2 separate regions of the Mus musculus genome follow, and region 2 is linked to region 1. A link is a contact called in public HiChIP or PLAC-seq data. All regions are on one chromosome and are shown on one strand. Each heading gives the region's core, a stretch centred on a gene start, on an enhancer-like site or on the middle of the called end of the contact. The rest is flanking DNA. Distances are from core to core; before and after follow the strand shown. Region 1 has its middle 14 kb from the start of Gm46229. Region 2 overlaps Arid5b (AT rich interactive domain 5B (MRF1-like)).

Region 1 (2,702 bases), core at 175-2,674:
TGCGTGGCTCAGGATCTCTTCAGATTAACAGAAGGCCACCTGTTCACCACACTGGCTTCCTCCAGCATTTATGATTCGTGCCTGGTGTTGGACTTTTGCTATTTACTTGCTTTTGCCAAGAACAGCCTAGCTGAGTTGGCGCTCTGTCTTCTTTGCTGTCCCGACCACTTTCTTATAGCCAGGTCTGCACCTATCCCATCCCTTCTGCGGAGAATCCAAGATCTCAAGATCTCAGTGTGAGTGTTACTGCTGTTACTGCTGCTGCTGGGGTTTTTTGTTTTTTGTTTTGTTTTTGTTTTTGTTTTGTGTTTTGTTTAGCCATTTAGACCTTTTATTGTATAAAACTTGGAGATACGTGTACACGTTTATGCATAAACATATGTCACATGCACACAGATGTGCACATGAATTTATGACATACACCCACGCACAGATTTGCACACACATGTAACATACTCATTTAGAGAGCCCACTTTCCACCTCCAAGGCCAGCACACATCTGAAGGGTCCTTTCTTGCTTACCTCATTTCACAGTCATGTGTGCCATCTTCTGTGATGGCACCATGGCTTTCAGAAATGTAAGCGAGCTGGGCAGTGGTGGCGCACGCCTTTAATCCCAGCACTTGGGAAGCAGAGGCAGGCAGATTTCTGAGTTCGAGGCCAGCCTGGTCTACAGAGTGAGTTCCAGGACAGCCAGGGCTACACAGAGAAACCCTGTCTCAGAAAAAGAAAGAAAGAAAGAAAGAAAGAAAGAAAGAAAGAAAGAAAGAAAGAAAGAAAGAAAGAAAGAAAGAAAGGAAGGAAGGAAGGAAGGAAGAAAGGTAGGTAAGCGAAGGTTCACAGGACTCTGTATTTGGAAGACAGGAGACAGTTTTGGGGTTTGTTTGATGTATGGAGCCTTTATTATTATTAATTATTATTTAGATAAAGGCTTTCTGTATAACCTGGGCTAGTCTCTAACTCAGTCTCCCTACAGGTGTGTGCCAGCAAACCTGGCTCAGACAGCTCCTCCCAAAGAGCTTGCTTTGCATCCTAGACCAAATAGTGCAGACAGCATCTTCCACCCACTTACCGAAACTGCCAAATATTGACCATTTCCAGGACAATGTTCTTTCTGCATGAAGGACTTTATATCTGAAGCAGTTCTCACACGATTTCGCAAAAGAACTGGATGCGGATTTAGTGGGACAAACTTTAAGTATAATGGCAGGTCGTGCATTCCCGGGACTCCAGCACAAAGGGGAGAGAGCCTTAGTTTCTGTCTCCTAGGAATCAGCCACTTTCAGTGTTTCCTTCAGCAGGATACAGATCAGGAGGAAGGGGGAGGGGCCAGCGCTCAGGTTCTGGCGCCTGTGCAGCCGGCCCTTTAAGGCGAAGGCACTCTCCAGTCCAGTCACTCACTGGGTTTTGAGACTCCTCTCCCCGCTCCAACCCACACTTCCCCTTCTAAGCTGTGCCATCCTCAAAGCCTTCATTTTCCACAGCGTCTTCACTGACAGGGCCTCCCGTGATCATACTTCTTTTTCTGCCTTTCACTACTTTGCCAGCTCCATCGTGTGTGTGTGTGTGTGTGTGTGTGTGTGTGTGTGTGTGTGTGTGGCGCGCGCGCGCGCGCGTGCTCTGGGGTGCAACCACCGTTGGACTAAGGTGCATCTTGCAGAGGATGCCCAAACCGCTGTAGGTTTTTGGGAAGAGCAATTTTATGGCCAGCAGGGCCTTGTTACACACCTCCAGTTATGCCAGGGAGGTGTTTGCTGGCCTTCCTACACAGAAGTCTGGCACTTCGCTGAGTTCACCGACCTGCAAAGAGCTTCATCCAGAACGCAGCCCTGCCAGAGATTTCCCCCTCCATTTACTCTCTGCTGGTGGTAGACCGACACCCCAAAACCACAGTTAGTTTTATGACATGGCAGTGCCAGGCTACAAGACTTTGTCTCTCCTTATAGGGAACCTGACTCTCTGCTTCATCGTAGGCTTGATTAAAATGGGAGAAGGACTATTTTACCTCACCACAGAGAGAAGTAACTAAAAAAGTAGCCTGCTAGGCAAAGTCTCATTTTCATACAGGTCCCATTTTCCATCCTACAGCGCAGGATGCCGGTGCTGTTGGCTGACACCGACACCCACTGTTGCAAAGGAAATGTCCTAAGTGGCTGGGGTGGGTGAGGCGCTTACCACAGCCGAGGCAGGTTTTACTTCATGGAAGCATTATTCGCACTCTATGTTTAATTAGACTATGCCTTCATTTGTGCAGACATAAGCACACGCGTGCAGGCGTGTGCAGGTGTGCTGACCCGAGCACGGACACCTGGAGATCAGAAGCGGACCCTGGTGTCTTCCTCCCTCCCTCCCTTCCTCGACCCTAAGTTACTTAGTCATTCTTTGAAAAGTTTATTTATGTGTGTGCATATGTGCATGCTCGTTTGTGTGCTCGCCCTGTGTGTTCAGTGCACACAGAGACCAGAAGAGGGCATCGGATCCCCTGGAACTGGAGTTAGAGACACTTGTCAGCTGAACAGTGTTGGGAATCACCTGGTCCCCTGCAGGGACAGCAGGTGCTCTAAGCCACCAAGCCATCTCTATAACCCCTCTTCTCTCTCTCCTTCCTTCCTTTTTTTTATTTAGATATTTTTATTTATTTGTGTGTGGGGGTTAGCGGGTGCATCTGGGCAGGTGCATGCACACATGCATTATCTGGAAGA
Region 2 (2,781 bases), core at 164-2,663, 790 kb after region 1:
TACATACCACTCACTGTTCTGGGGTTCTCAGTTAAGACTTGGAGACATCTGAGACACCACCAACAAAAGCAAGCACATTGTAGAAAAAGTCAAATGTGGATTTATGGAATCTTAGGGCCCAGGTCTGTTTAGCGAGCATGCACAGACATGGCATGTGCAAAGAGGCATGGGTAATACTGTGGAGGCCTCTGTGTGGCACTCAGCCAGTCACGAAGATCAACACAACCCATGGGGGAGAGTTATCTTCAGATCCCATTACAGCCCAAGTTTAAACACGTTACAGCTGCTAAAACTGGAAACGGCTCTCTTCATGTAGACTTACTAAAATAATATATGGTTGCCAAATACCTGCTTCCCACCATAATATTATAGTACGTGTTTATATAATGAAAAGCATAACTAGGCAGAAGAGAGAGAGGAAAAAAAGCAGTCTTGTTCATACTTGAATCTATTTTGTCTCATCTCTGAAGTCACCAACTCCTCCCTCCCAGCCCCCAACATACACCAATTCCTCTCTTTTCTGCATTGTTCAGCCTGAGACTTGATCCCCTTTTCAATATCAGAAAGTAAGGGATTTTTTTTCCCCAACCAGGAGCAAAAATGCATTGAATATTTTGAGCTGGAAAAATATTTTAAATTGATTTTAATGAAAACACATTTTATTGTTGGGACAGATAGGTTTGTTGTGCTTTTGTTTTGTTACCATGGGAACCAAGGAGCTCAGAAGCCCTGGTATTCCAACGTTTGCCATTTGTGGTGCCTCCCTCCCCCTGGCTCCCTTGTCTAATGGAGATGGTGACATCACGAGAGACTCTCTTTCTTGAGGAGGAGGAGGAGAAGGAGGAGGAGGAGGAAGGAACACAGAGAACAGGTTGGGGAGTCACCCAGGGATCCCTGGAAGTTATCTTACAATTTTGCAAGTTCATGAGGCTGGGCAGTATTTTCATTCCCACCCCACCCCCCGCCCGCCCCCTATCATCTTTTCTCATTTTGACTCAACTTAGCAGCGGGCAAGCCTCCAATAGTACAAAATATATCTTTACTTTACTGGTCAGAGGCCTGAAGCCAGAAGGCAGGAAATCAGGAATTAAATGTTTCTTGTATCTGGGAAGAGGCATGACTAAGGGTAAAACTCAATCCAAATACAAGCTCTGCTTGTTCAAGGCTTCCAGAGAGTGTGCGTGCATGTGTGTGTGTGTGTAGGTCAACTAAGTGAGTGGTTTTTCCCCACTTCTAAATCATTGAAATATAATTAGAGTTGCTCAGAAGGAGAGAGAAAGGCTCCCAAAATAAAACAAGAAAGGCAGCAGTGAAACAGAAAAATAGTTGAAATACGAGCTTTGAGGAACAGGGCACATTCCCACACAGTACATAAACAAGCCCTGTTTCGTACAGCGACTTCCGCTTGTGACTTCCTTGAGTGTCTTTTTTTTTTTTTTTTTTTTGTAAGTTTTGTCCTGGTGCAGCCCAATTACCCCCACAGGATGTGATCTTTATCATCTGATTATTAGAACTTTTCTCTACAGCACCAGAGGACAAAAGCTACGATCGGTTTCTGAACGTTTCAATGTTCCATGCACACATGTCATCGTTAAAAACAGATTAGAGTTCTCTCAGATCAGCGTTGTCCAATACAGGAAGCCATGTAGGCCTGTATCCTATAAAAGGATATAGTGTAATGTAACATGCCTGTGCCTCTCAGAGGATTGATTCTCAAATATTTGTAGGGCAGAGAAGATTTTAATCAGCTTTGAGATGGTATAGATGAAAAGCAAACATGTATGACCCCACCCCCACCGTGAAAAATGTATCCATTACACAGAAGAAATATTTTCATTGTGCTGCAACTCAAAAGAATGTAGGCTGAGTCTTGGGTGGGTAGAAGCAGAGAGAAAGAGAAGAAATATACTCATTAGTAAATCTGTCCAGATCCCCCCCAAACCCCTACCTCCCGTCTGCATTGAGGTTAGAGATGGAAGGCTGTGGAGATAAATGGGTCTTTCTTCTTGTCCAGATTTCCTATTTCAGATTAGCAAACTGCTTATTTACGATGTCACTAATGGATGTGAACTAGGTAAGCCATCACATATTAAGGGGGGAAAAAAATCCCAGCTTTTCCTAGGCATAAGATTTGGAGCAGCATGAGATTTTATTTTATTTTTTTCCCCAGGAATAATACAAGAATAACATTTTTCCACCTCAAAGCAGAAACAGTAGGGGAGCCTTTTGCTATCACAGAGATCCTTATTAAATTCAGTCACTGTGAAAACACGATTCCCCCCACCCCTTGTCCTTCTTCCTTTAAAAGAAAGAAAAAAAAATAAGGGAGACTTAAAAATCTACCCAAGTTAAAATTAACAAATCAATGACATTATAACCTTGATTTATTACTGTCTGAGCTGGCAAATTATCATCGTACAAGAAATTGCCTGCTGGAAAATAACTGTGGCATTGCTAAATCTCTAGTTGAATAATGACGCTCAGAACACTAGGTTTTTAGATGTGCCTCGGTCTGATATTATAAAATATTCAATACATTTCTCTACAGCGGAAGCCAGGGGTCAGCAAATCTATTACTGTAATGTAAGGAATCTGGCAACTCGCCAACTCTCTCTCCCTTTTTATTATTATTATTTTTTTAAAAAAAACTGAGGTAGATAATTTTATATTTACCAAGTCTGCAATCCTCCCTGGGGCCTCGCCTCTCTTTCTCAAGACCAAAAGCAGCAGGCTGGCATCAGAGAAATATATATCGCAGGCCTTGTCATTTACACTTTGCAC

Evidence for each region. HiChIP or PLAC-seq counts read pairs in DNA pulled down with a chosen protein or histone mark.
Region 2: a contact with region 1 is called in an H3K4me3 HiChIP or PLAC-seq map of bone marrow-derived macrophages, with 5 times the contacts expected there. The contact joins two enhancer-like sites. A contact is called at or near these places in 2 of 115 datasets of contacts at active chromatin or transcription factors (bone marrow-derived macrophages and pancreatic cancer cells).

The regions. Positions count from the first base shown.
Region 1 is chr10:67,316,752-67,319,453 of GRCm38.p6, forward strand. No RefSeq gene overlaps it. Among named protein-coding and RNA genes, the nearest start is that of Gm46229, 14 kb to the left of the region's middle. Within about 2 kb of position 1,425, at least 33 of the 459 cell types and tissues checked have an H3K27ac peak or open chromatin away from gene starts, as enhancers often do. A contact at or near this core is called in bone marrow-derived macrophages, where this site is marked.
Region 2 is chr10:68,103,963-68,106,743 of GRCm38.p6, forward strand. The region is part of intron 8 of Arid5b (AT rich interactive domain 5B (MRF1-like)); the gene reads right to left. Among named protein-coding and RNA genes, the nearest start is that of Gm51770, 46 kb to the right of the region's middle. Within about 2 kb of position 1,414, at least 191 of the 459 cell types and tissues checked have an H3K27ac peak or open chromatin away from gene starts, as enhancers often do. A contact at or near this core is called in bone marrow-derived macrophages, where this site is marked.